Linked DNA regions of Sus scrofa: regions 1 and 2 are each linked to region 3. A link is a contact called in public HiChIP or PLAC-seq data. All regions are on one chromosome and are shown on one strand. The core of a region is the stretch at or near the end of the contact, and the rest is flanking DNA. Distances in the headings are between cores, read along the strand shown.

Evidence for each region. HiChIP or PLAC-seq counts read pairs in DNA pulled down with a chosen protein or histone mark.
Region 1: a contact with region 3 is called in an H3K27ac HiChIP or PLAC-seq map of skeletal muscle. The contact joins two enhancer-like sites. A contact is called at or near these places in 2 of 2 datasets of contacts at active chromatin or transcription factors (alveolar macrophages and skeletal muscle).
Region 2: an H3K27ac HiChIP or PLAC-seq map of alveolar macrophages shows a contact between it and region 3. The contact joins two enhancer-like sites. A contact is called at or near these places in 2 of 47 Hi-C or Micro-C datasets (both in skeletal muscle) and 1 of 2 datasets of contacts at active chromatin or transcription factors (alveolar macrophages).

Annotation. Positions count from the first base shown.
Region 1 is chr7:9,755,405-9,758,104 of Sscrofa11.1, forward strand. All of the region lies in intron 1 of GFOD1 (glucose-fructose oxidoreductase domain-containing protein 1), which reads right to left. Among named protein-coding and RNA genes, the nearest start is that of TBC1D7, 48 kb to the left of the region's middle. Within about 2 kb of position 1,322, at least 7 of the 83 cell types and tissues checked have an H3K27ac peak or open chromatin away from gene starts, as enhancers often do. A contact at or near this core is called in skeletal muscle, where this site is marked.
Region 2 is chr7:9,774,761-9,777,460 of Sscrofa11.1, forward strand. The region is part of intron 1 of GFOD1 (glucose-fructose oxidoreductase domain-containing protein 1); the gene reads right to left. Among named protein-coding and RNA genes, the nearest start is that of TBC1D7, 67 kb to the left of the region's middle. Within about 2 kb of position 1,386, at least 6 of the 83 cell types and tissues checked have an H3K27ac peak or open chromatin away from gene starts, as enhancers often do. A contact at or near this core is called in alveolar macrophages, where this site is marked.
Region 3 is chr7:9,943,414-9,946,113 of Sscrofa11.1, forward strand. No RefSeq gene overlaps it. Among named protein-coding and RNA genes, the nearest start is that of SIRT5, 6.3 kb to the right of the region's middle. Within about 2 kb of position 1,413, at least 75 of the 83 cell types and tissues checked have an H3K27ac peak or open chromatin away from gene starts, as enhancers often do. A contact at or near this core is called in alveolar macrophages and skeletal muscle, where this site is marked.

The DNA.
Region 1 (2,700 bases), core at 72-2,571, 190 kb before region 3:
TTGGGGTGGGGCGGTGGAGATCTGTAAGGCCTGGCATCGCCCCGCCTGCGTGGGAATTTCCTGCCGTGGGAACGTTTCCGAGGCAAATAGAGCTTCTTTCCCAGTGGCCTTGGCAGTGAAAGCACAGGCACACCTGGTTTGGTGATTAGGGACACCACCTGGGCCTGGTACCCAAGGAAGGAGGAGGCGGGGAGGGTCCAGGCTGGCAGTGGGATAGCACCTGTGGTCCAGGGCCAGCATCATCACAAGCAACATGGTCCATCCATACAGGCTGGCTTCTTCCGTGCCATCTGCACAGATGCCAGCCCAGCCTTTCTTTGTGCCTGTCCTTTTCCAACCTTGCTTCCCCAGCCTCCCTCAACATTTCTGGGATGAATGAAGGTCCTTTCAAAAAAAGTCCCATTCTGCTAAAATCAGCCGGGTAATTCCTATTGTTGGCAGTTAATTTGCTTCCCTAGTGCGACAGGTTTACAAGCTTTCTGGCCCCCTTTCTGGAAAGATTGATTTGGGCACTGAGGAACCACTGTGGGCCCCAAATGAGGCAGCCCAAGATCCGGTATGATTTACTGGAAAAGGAAGCGGAAGGGGGGGCCCAGGGGTGTGGACTGAAGTTCCGATTCCAGCAATTGGAACTGCGTGACCCAAGCCATTTGACACGGAGGGAGCTCAGTTCCCTTATTATAAAATTGGAATAATAACGGCTTCTTCCAAAGGCTGCTCTGAGGATGAAATGACATACAGGTGCGGTCCTGACACATGACAAGGGCTCCTGAATGTCTGCTCAAGTCAAGATGCAGCCACATGCAAATACAAATGGCTTGTGTCACCTCTGAGAGCCGCAAGAATTCAGAATAAGCTGGGGGCAGGGAGGTACGTGCACAGTGGCAGCTGTGGCAGGTGACGGACCAAGACTTAAAATCGAAATGGGTCCTAAGTCTGGCTTTGCCACGGATCTGATGTGCAAAACCCACATGTAGAACCGAACTGATAGCTGGTCCTGCCAGCTCTATAAGACTGCTGAGAATATGAACTGGATAGGTTGGAGGAAAGTCTGCTGGAAGGAACATGCCTAGTACAAAAACCAAGTTACCAAGTAACTGCCAAGAAGCAGTTGCCAAAAAAAAAAAAAAAAAAAAAAAAAAAAAAAAAAAAACCAGAAAAAAAGCAAATTCACTGCAGCATCCTCTGCTGGAGTCCCTGGGCTGGACCCTAGATGCTCTCAGGAGCGAAAACAAAATGCAGTGCCTACAGGGTCAGGCTGGGGAGCTGAGTCACTTGACACTGGGCATCCCCCTGGCGCGGACTCCACTGGCATCAGTGGCTGTGTACGGTGGCCGGGGAGGCAGGCTGTGCCAATGCGAAGGCAAAGGCAGTGTGAGGCATGTAGCTGAACCCCTTATCAGCTGCTCCTGGTAAATAACTGAAGCTCAGCTAGCGGTCTGGGCTGCGCCTGGAACCCCTCTTTGTGGAGAAGCACCCCCTTGCTCTGGCTTGCAGCTGATATCTGGACAGACCTGTGCTGCCATCCTCACTAGAACCAGGGTCCTGTCCCCAGAGCTCCAAAGCGGGCATGACCTGGGGTGGTGGGGGTGTCAGGGGGGGTTTACAAAGCCCGGAACTGGACCCAGAGATCCAGGCCTCCCTGGGGCAGCCCAGAAGCCAGCCACACCCTCCCTGCGCCTCCCTTTTCTCTTAAAGGGACAGCTTTCAGCTTTTCATCTCTGGACCAGAGGACAACCCCCTGCCCTGAGCAGGTGAATGTTTCAGCAGGGCCGGCCACCCAAGATTGAAGGGGACAGGTGCTGGCTAGGGTGAGTTTGGACCTTTGTGGGGTTAGTTCTTGTTTTGCTTTGCTTTGGCAACAATCTGCAAATAAAGCAGGCTTTTTAAAATGTTTCTGTCCTTTTTTTTTTTTTTTTTTTTTTAAATAGGCAAAAACCTAGTTGGCAGGAACTTCCAGAATGCTGGGTACACCTGGATGTGTGCTTGCCCCAGCAGTGCTAGGTGAAAGCCTGAAAAGCTAGAAAGTTTCTGGGCTGCCTGGTGATGCTGGGGTGGGAGGTGGGGAGGAAGCAGCCCCGTTTGACAGGTGAGGAAATGGGCTGAGTCAAGTCTTAATACCTTCTCTTCTGCAAAATACTGAGGCCCTGCAGGAGACCCGGATACAGGACACTGGTGACAAAGGCTCCAGCACCTGGGGCAAGATCCCAGCAGGGCTGTGATGGTTCCCTACCCCTGCTGGCATGCTGCTGCGTGGGAAGGACAGTCACTGACTCCCAGGAGAGGGCTCTGCGTGGGCTCGGCGTGGGAAGAAGTCTGGCCTGGGGCTCCAGAACGCCTGGCCATTCATCAGACTCGCAGAGGACCATGGGAAGACGTCCAGATGTTTTAGACACTGCGGAGGCCCTAACGGTGTGCCAGCAACAGAGGACAAGGACAAAAACCCAGGCTTGGTCTGCTCTGGTGCACAGAGGGGCAGGGTGCTGGTAAGGCACCTGAGAGCAGAGAGGTGTGGCCTGTCCCCTTCTGTCCTGGGCGCTTTCCTCCATGACAGCCCTCACCCACCCACCTGTCATTAACCCCACATCCTGAGAAAAGCGGGTCATGCTCGATCACACCCCAGTCTAAATGCCCACCCTGGAGTAAGAATTAGAGAAACCTCCAGGGACTGACTGAAGGGCTTACTGGGTACCAAGCACC
Region 2 (2,700 bases), core at 136-2,635, 170 kb before region 3:
ACCTCCCCTCCCCAACTCCCGAGACAGCCTTCTCCATCTCCCAAGAATGGGCCTCCTCCCTCTGCTATTCCAGGAATATTATGTTCTCCCAACTGTGATATTTTGGGTCTTTTTGGCAGGAGGTGGGACGGGCAGGGGTGGAAAGAACTCACGAATGTTCTCAGAACAAGGAATGAGTAAAAGTACAGACATCTGGCCCCAGGATTTTGCTGGCTCGGGGACGTCACTGTAAACCCACTAACACTAATTGCTTCCACGTCTGTTCCCATTTCTAGTGGAAATAAAATGCCTCTCTGGCTAATGGAAAATGAAACGCCTGCTTGCTCTTTGTTTACTGCTTTACCTAAGGGCTCTCTGCCCCACCACTCCTCCCCCTGGCCCCCCATCCTGAAACCCTTTATTTTTTGTCTTTTTAGGGCTGCACCTGTGGCATACGGAAGTTCCCAGGCTAGGGGTCGAATCAGAGCTGCAGCTGCCAGCCTACACCACTGCCACAGCAACGCGGGATCCAAGCTGCACCTGTGACTTACACTGCAGCTCGTGGCAAAGCGGATTCTTAACCCACTGTGTGGGCCCAGGGAGAGAACCTGCATCCTCATGAACTGGTCAGGTTCGCTTCCACTGAGCCAAAACGGGAACTCTCTGAAATCCTTTAAAAGGCATCTTGCACCAAGCCTTCAAGAGCCCAAAATGCACAGGGTAACATGGATCAGAAAGGATGCCTGTGTTCCTGCCAGGACCAGAGAACGCCTTAATCCCAGACTAAACAAATGCAGGGGGTGGGGAGAGGCAGAAAGTAGAGAGAGGCAGAGACAGAAAAGGGAAGGAATCCTACTTTGTTTTTAATTCACGCTTCCAAGAATATGGTAGAGCTCCTTACTTGACACAAAGTACCAAGATCTGAACCTCAACTTCTGAATTCAATTTGCCAAAGAAGGGGAAAAGATAAGTCCAGCTGAAATTGGGGTTTAAAGAAATGGACTTTCAACCCATTGGGCCTAGTAATACTTGTCCTTTAAAATGATGTAGAGAGCTCACAGGGAAGCCACTGACAGTCCTGCTCTAGCTTGGCTGCCTGTGTTTACCTCCGTGGCAGGACATATCACACTGATCTAGCTCCCAGGTCAGCAGGATGACAACTTAACACACCTTTCTACCTCCAGCACCAAGCATGGGTCTTGGCAAAGCTGAGGTATAGCACAGACCCCTGGCCATCCTTCCTCTCCCCCTAGTGGTTCTAGTGACAGAACCATTAAGTTATAGCTGGACCCACGTTGCCAAGAATAAAAACTACATTTCCCAGTGTCCCTTGCAGCTATGTGTGGCCATGTGACTTAGTTCCAGCCAATAGGATATGAGGAGAAGTGGTAAATAAACTTCCCATGGCGCAATTCTCCATCTCCCCACTTCTTGTACAAATGTGAATGGTGCGGGGAAGGCGGGTCGTTGGGCATCTTGGGCCATGTAGGCCAGGACAACACCCTAGAGATGCTGGTGCAACAAGACAGGAAGGATCCCGGACAGTGTGAAGCTTTCAGGCTGCTTTCAGCACTGCTGTGTGAGATCAAAATTGTTACTTTGGAACTGGGTTAGAGTAGCTGAAATTATATGCTTAGGATTTATTTGCTGAAGAAGAGAAAGGAGGATACCCCTAAAACAGAGAACCCCACCGTGATGGTTATTTTATATGTCAACCTGACTGGGCCACAGGGTGCCAGACATTTGGTTAAACGTTAATCTGGGGTACCTGGGAGGGTTTCCTGGATGCAGTTCCCATTTGAACTGGTAGACTGAGTAAAGCAGACCGCCCTCCCTAAGGTGGGTGGGCCCCATTCAATTAACTGAAGACCCTAGTCCGAAAGCTGAGTAAGAGGGAGCTCCTCCCGCCCTACTGTCTGAGCTGGGACATCAGTCTTTTCTTGCCCTTGGACAAAAACTGAAACTTCAGCTTTCTTGAGTCTCAAGCCCATTCGTCGGCTTTTAGACAAGAACTAACACCACTGGCTGTCCTGGTTCTCAGGCCTTTGGACTGGCTCCACGGGGTCGTCAGCTTACTGACTAGAGGTTTGGGACCCCTCAGTCTCCATAAATATGTGACCTCATTCCTTGTGATAAGTCTCTGCTTTTATTCCTGGCAACCATGGGTCCAACTGAAAGTTCATGGTTTTGTTATTAGAGAAGGAGGGGAGAACTGACTAAGGGGAGGGACCACCAGGGGTCTGTGCCACATCTATAATTTGCCAAGAGCCACGCTAGATGCTGGAGATAAAAGTGGTGTATAAGACGCAGTCCTGGAGTTCCCGTCGTGGCTCAGTGGTTAACAAATCTGACTAGGAACCACGAGGTTGCGGGTTCGATCCCTGGCCTTGCTCAGTGGGTGAGGGATCCGGTGTTGCCATGAGCTGTGGTGTGGGTCACAGTCGCAGCTTGAATCCCGTGTTGCTGGGATTGTCCTGGTATAGGCTGGCGGCTACAGCTCCGACTCGACCCCTAACCTGGGAACCTCCATGTGCCGGGGGAGCAGCCCAAGAAATGGCAAAAGACCCCCCCCCCAAAAAAAAAGTGATGTATAAGATGCAGTCCTGCCAACGGTCAAAGGGAAGATAGGCAAAGCACTAGTAATTACACCATACCACAAGATATAGACTGACTGATGGATAGACATAAACATAGACATAAACACAGATACATCTCCAATTG
Region 3 (2,700 bases), core at 163-2,662:
TCTCTGCCTGTTTTATCAAATAGTGGGCAAGATTTCAGTTGGTTCAAATGTGAGGTTCTTAGAGGTGTCTGGTACAAAGTGCCACACACATGAAAGGGAAAAAAGAGCCAGGTGAGAGGTCCTTCTCCAGTTTTCTTGGGCTCCATGTCTCTGAAGGCTGGCACAGTCTGCAAGAACAAGAGGCTCCAACGTGTGCAGGATTTCCAGCCAAACTAAGGGAAATGGTTGAGGTCTGGGCTGGGAAAAAAGAAAACAAATGTTGATGGAACATTCTATGCACCCAAGTTCTCAGACCACTGCCCTTTCAAATCACTGGCACGACGCCCATTGGCGATTCCATTCTGGGAAAAGCAGTGCTGGTGGGAACCCTGAATCAAAGACAAAGATGACTGATTTTAAGGACATTCAGACACATGGAGCCACGTGGGTCACAGAGTCCTCAAGGCCCTGAAACTGTTCCTTTTGGGACTCCGGGTAAGGATCTCAGTACCGGAACTCAGGTTTGGAGGGCTGGCCTGGGAACCCCGCTAACTATCATTGGGAATAGCCTTTCAGGGAAAGCCAGTCCCCACATTTCAAACGCTCTGCCGCAAAGTAGTGCGATCCAGCTGCAGGTTCAAGGAGGAAAGCCGATTGTCCTTCACTACATATCTGGGGAGTTCCCCAAGACAAAGCAAGATCCTGTCCCCTCCCGGAGCCCAGCCGTTCCCCAAAGGAAGAAACGCAAAGAAACAATCTCGTTTGATGAAGAACCGGCCCAGGGAAGGGCGCTCGGGGATCGCCAGCCTGGCCAGACGCGGGTCTCCGGCAGGGGCCGCTGCAGCCGCAGCAGGTGGCCCGAGCCGCTCCGCCCCCGGCTTCCTCGTCCCGCCCCCGCGCCGGGGCCGCCGCCGCCGCTGCTGCTGCAGTTCCGACCTCCTGCAGGTGAGTCCACCCTGGGGCCGGGCCGGGCCCTCCGCGGCCTTCCTGGGCTCCAGCCCGGGGGTCCCAGCCGAGGAGGCGCTCTCGCCGGGCCGAGCGCACCCGCGGCCTGGGAACACGACGCGGACGCGGTCGGGCACGGAGGCGGGGCCAGCACGGCCGCGGTGCGCACGCGCAGCCAGCTCGGCCCGTCGGTTCCTGCGTCCGCGCGGAGTCAAGGGGGGAGGGGACGGGCGAGGGGGAGGGGAGCGGGCCTCGCTTCAGGGGGCGGGAGGGGGCCCAGGTCCAACAGGTGAGCGCGGAGGCTCCAGTCCCGTCATCTCCCCGGCACCACTGCGGCGGGAGAGACCGGGGAGGTTGGAAAGGCGGCCAGGGCGATGGGCCTGGTAGGCCGCTGTGAAGGGCGCGGAGCACGGAGTCCCCTTTGACCCGAGTCACTCTGGGCACTGCAGCAGCCCGGGGGGTGGGAGGGAGGGCGGGGAGGAGCGGTCGGATTCGGACGTCGTTTAAAACCGCCGCCGTCGGGATTTGCTGAGCATCAGGCTGTAAGTGTGAGATGTGAGAGGAAGGCAGGAGACGGGGCCCAGGAGGCTGGTGCTGAGTTCGGTGCAGAGTTCGGGCTTAGCTGTGTGAGGCGGGAGCCGTCTGTTGGACCTTGGGGGTGGGGAGGGGACGCCCTCTTGAAGCCTTGGGTGGTTGGGAGATCCGAGAGGTAAGAGGAAAACCAGGAGAGGATCGCGACTGGAAGCACGAAGGAGCACGTGGTTCCGGGACGGGTGATCAGATGGGTCAGACAGAGGCTGGGCGCGATGCAGTAGGAGGATGGAATATTGGGTTCAGCAAGGTGACCTTGACAAGAGCAGGTGGGAGAGGGGGAGAGGGAGTGAGTCTGCCAGTGCTGATGGCTGGGGGCTGGTACATTGCATTTGGGCAGCTCGTAGGTGTTCAGAAGTATCTATTGAACACCCTTGTAAGTTTTTGCAGTTCCTTTGCAGTGTACTTATTGTGTATTTTAAATTAAGTGGGTTTTTTTTTTTTTTGTAAATTTCTTTTCTCTCCACCTCCTAATATAATCTTTCATTTATTGCATTTCTCAGAATTGGTGGGGTGCCCCCTTTTTTCTCTGCAGGGAACATACAGACGTTTTTCTTTTCTCATGGGTAGGTGAGTTTCAGGTTGCACAAGAAAGCCTGGTTAATGGGAGAATGCCATTCACCCAGAATAATATCGGTGTTTGGGAACCTATCCTGCACTCACAAAGCTCCCCAAATCCATGATGCAGGAGTTCATTTTTCTCCCCTAAGGCCTGTCTTCCCACCTGAAGATAAAATCAAGGCAGGATAATTGGTGGCTTCACCCTGGACAGTTTTCACCCCTGAGAGCTCTTATACCAGAAAACCTGAGCTCTTAGTCCTCTGACTCAACACACCGGGGGCCTTCTCTCCTTCCCTCCGGAGTATTTGCTTTTGCACTTGAAAGGGGTGGGTGAGCTTGTGGAAGGCAGAACCGCTGCCCACCCAGATCCCCCAGAAAAGCAGGTAAATATTGGCACAGAAGATGCTTCCAGTGAATACTTTGTGGTACCATCTCCAAAACAGTCTTATATTCTGAGCATTTCCAGTCATAGGAAATACATTTCAGGTGGCGGTGTTCAAAAACACAGAAAAGTTTTTAGTCTCCTTCATTTTCACATTTACTGAAAGACTTGCAGAATTTAGCAAAGCGATTCCCACATTCATTTTTTGAAAAATCATGACATGACTATGAAAACAGACAGTA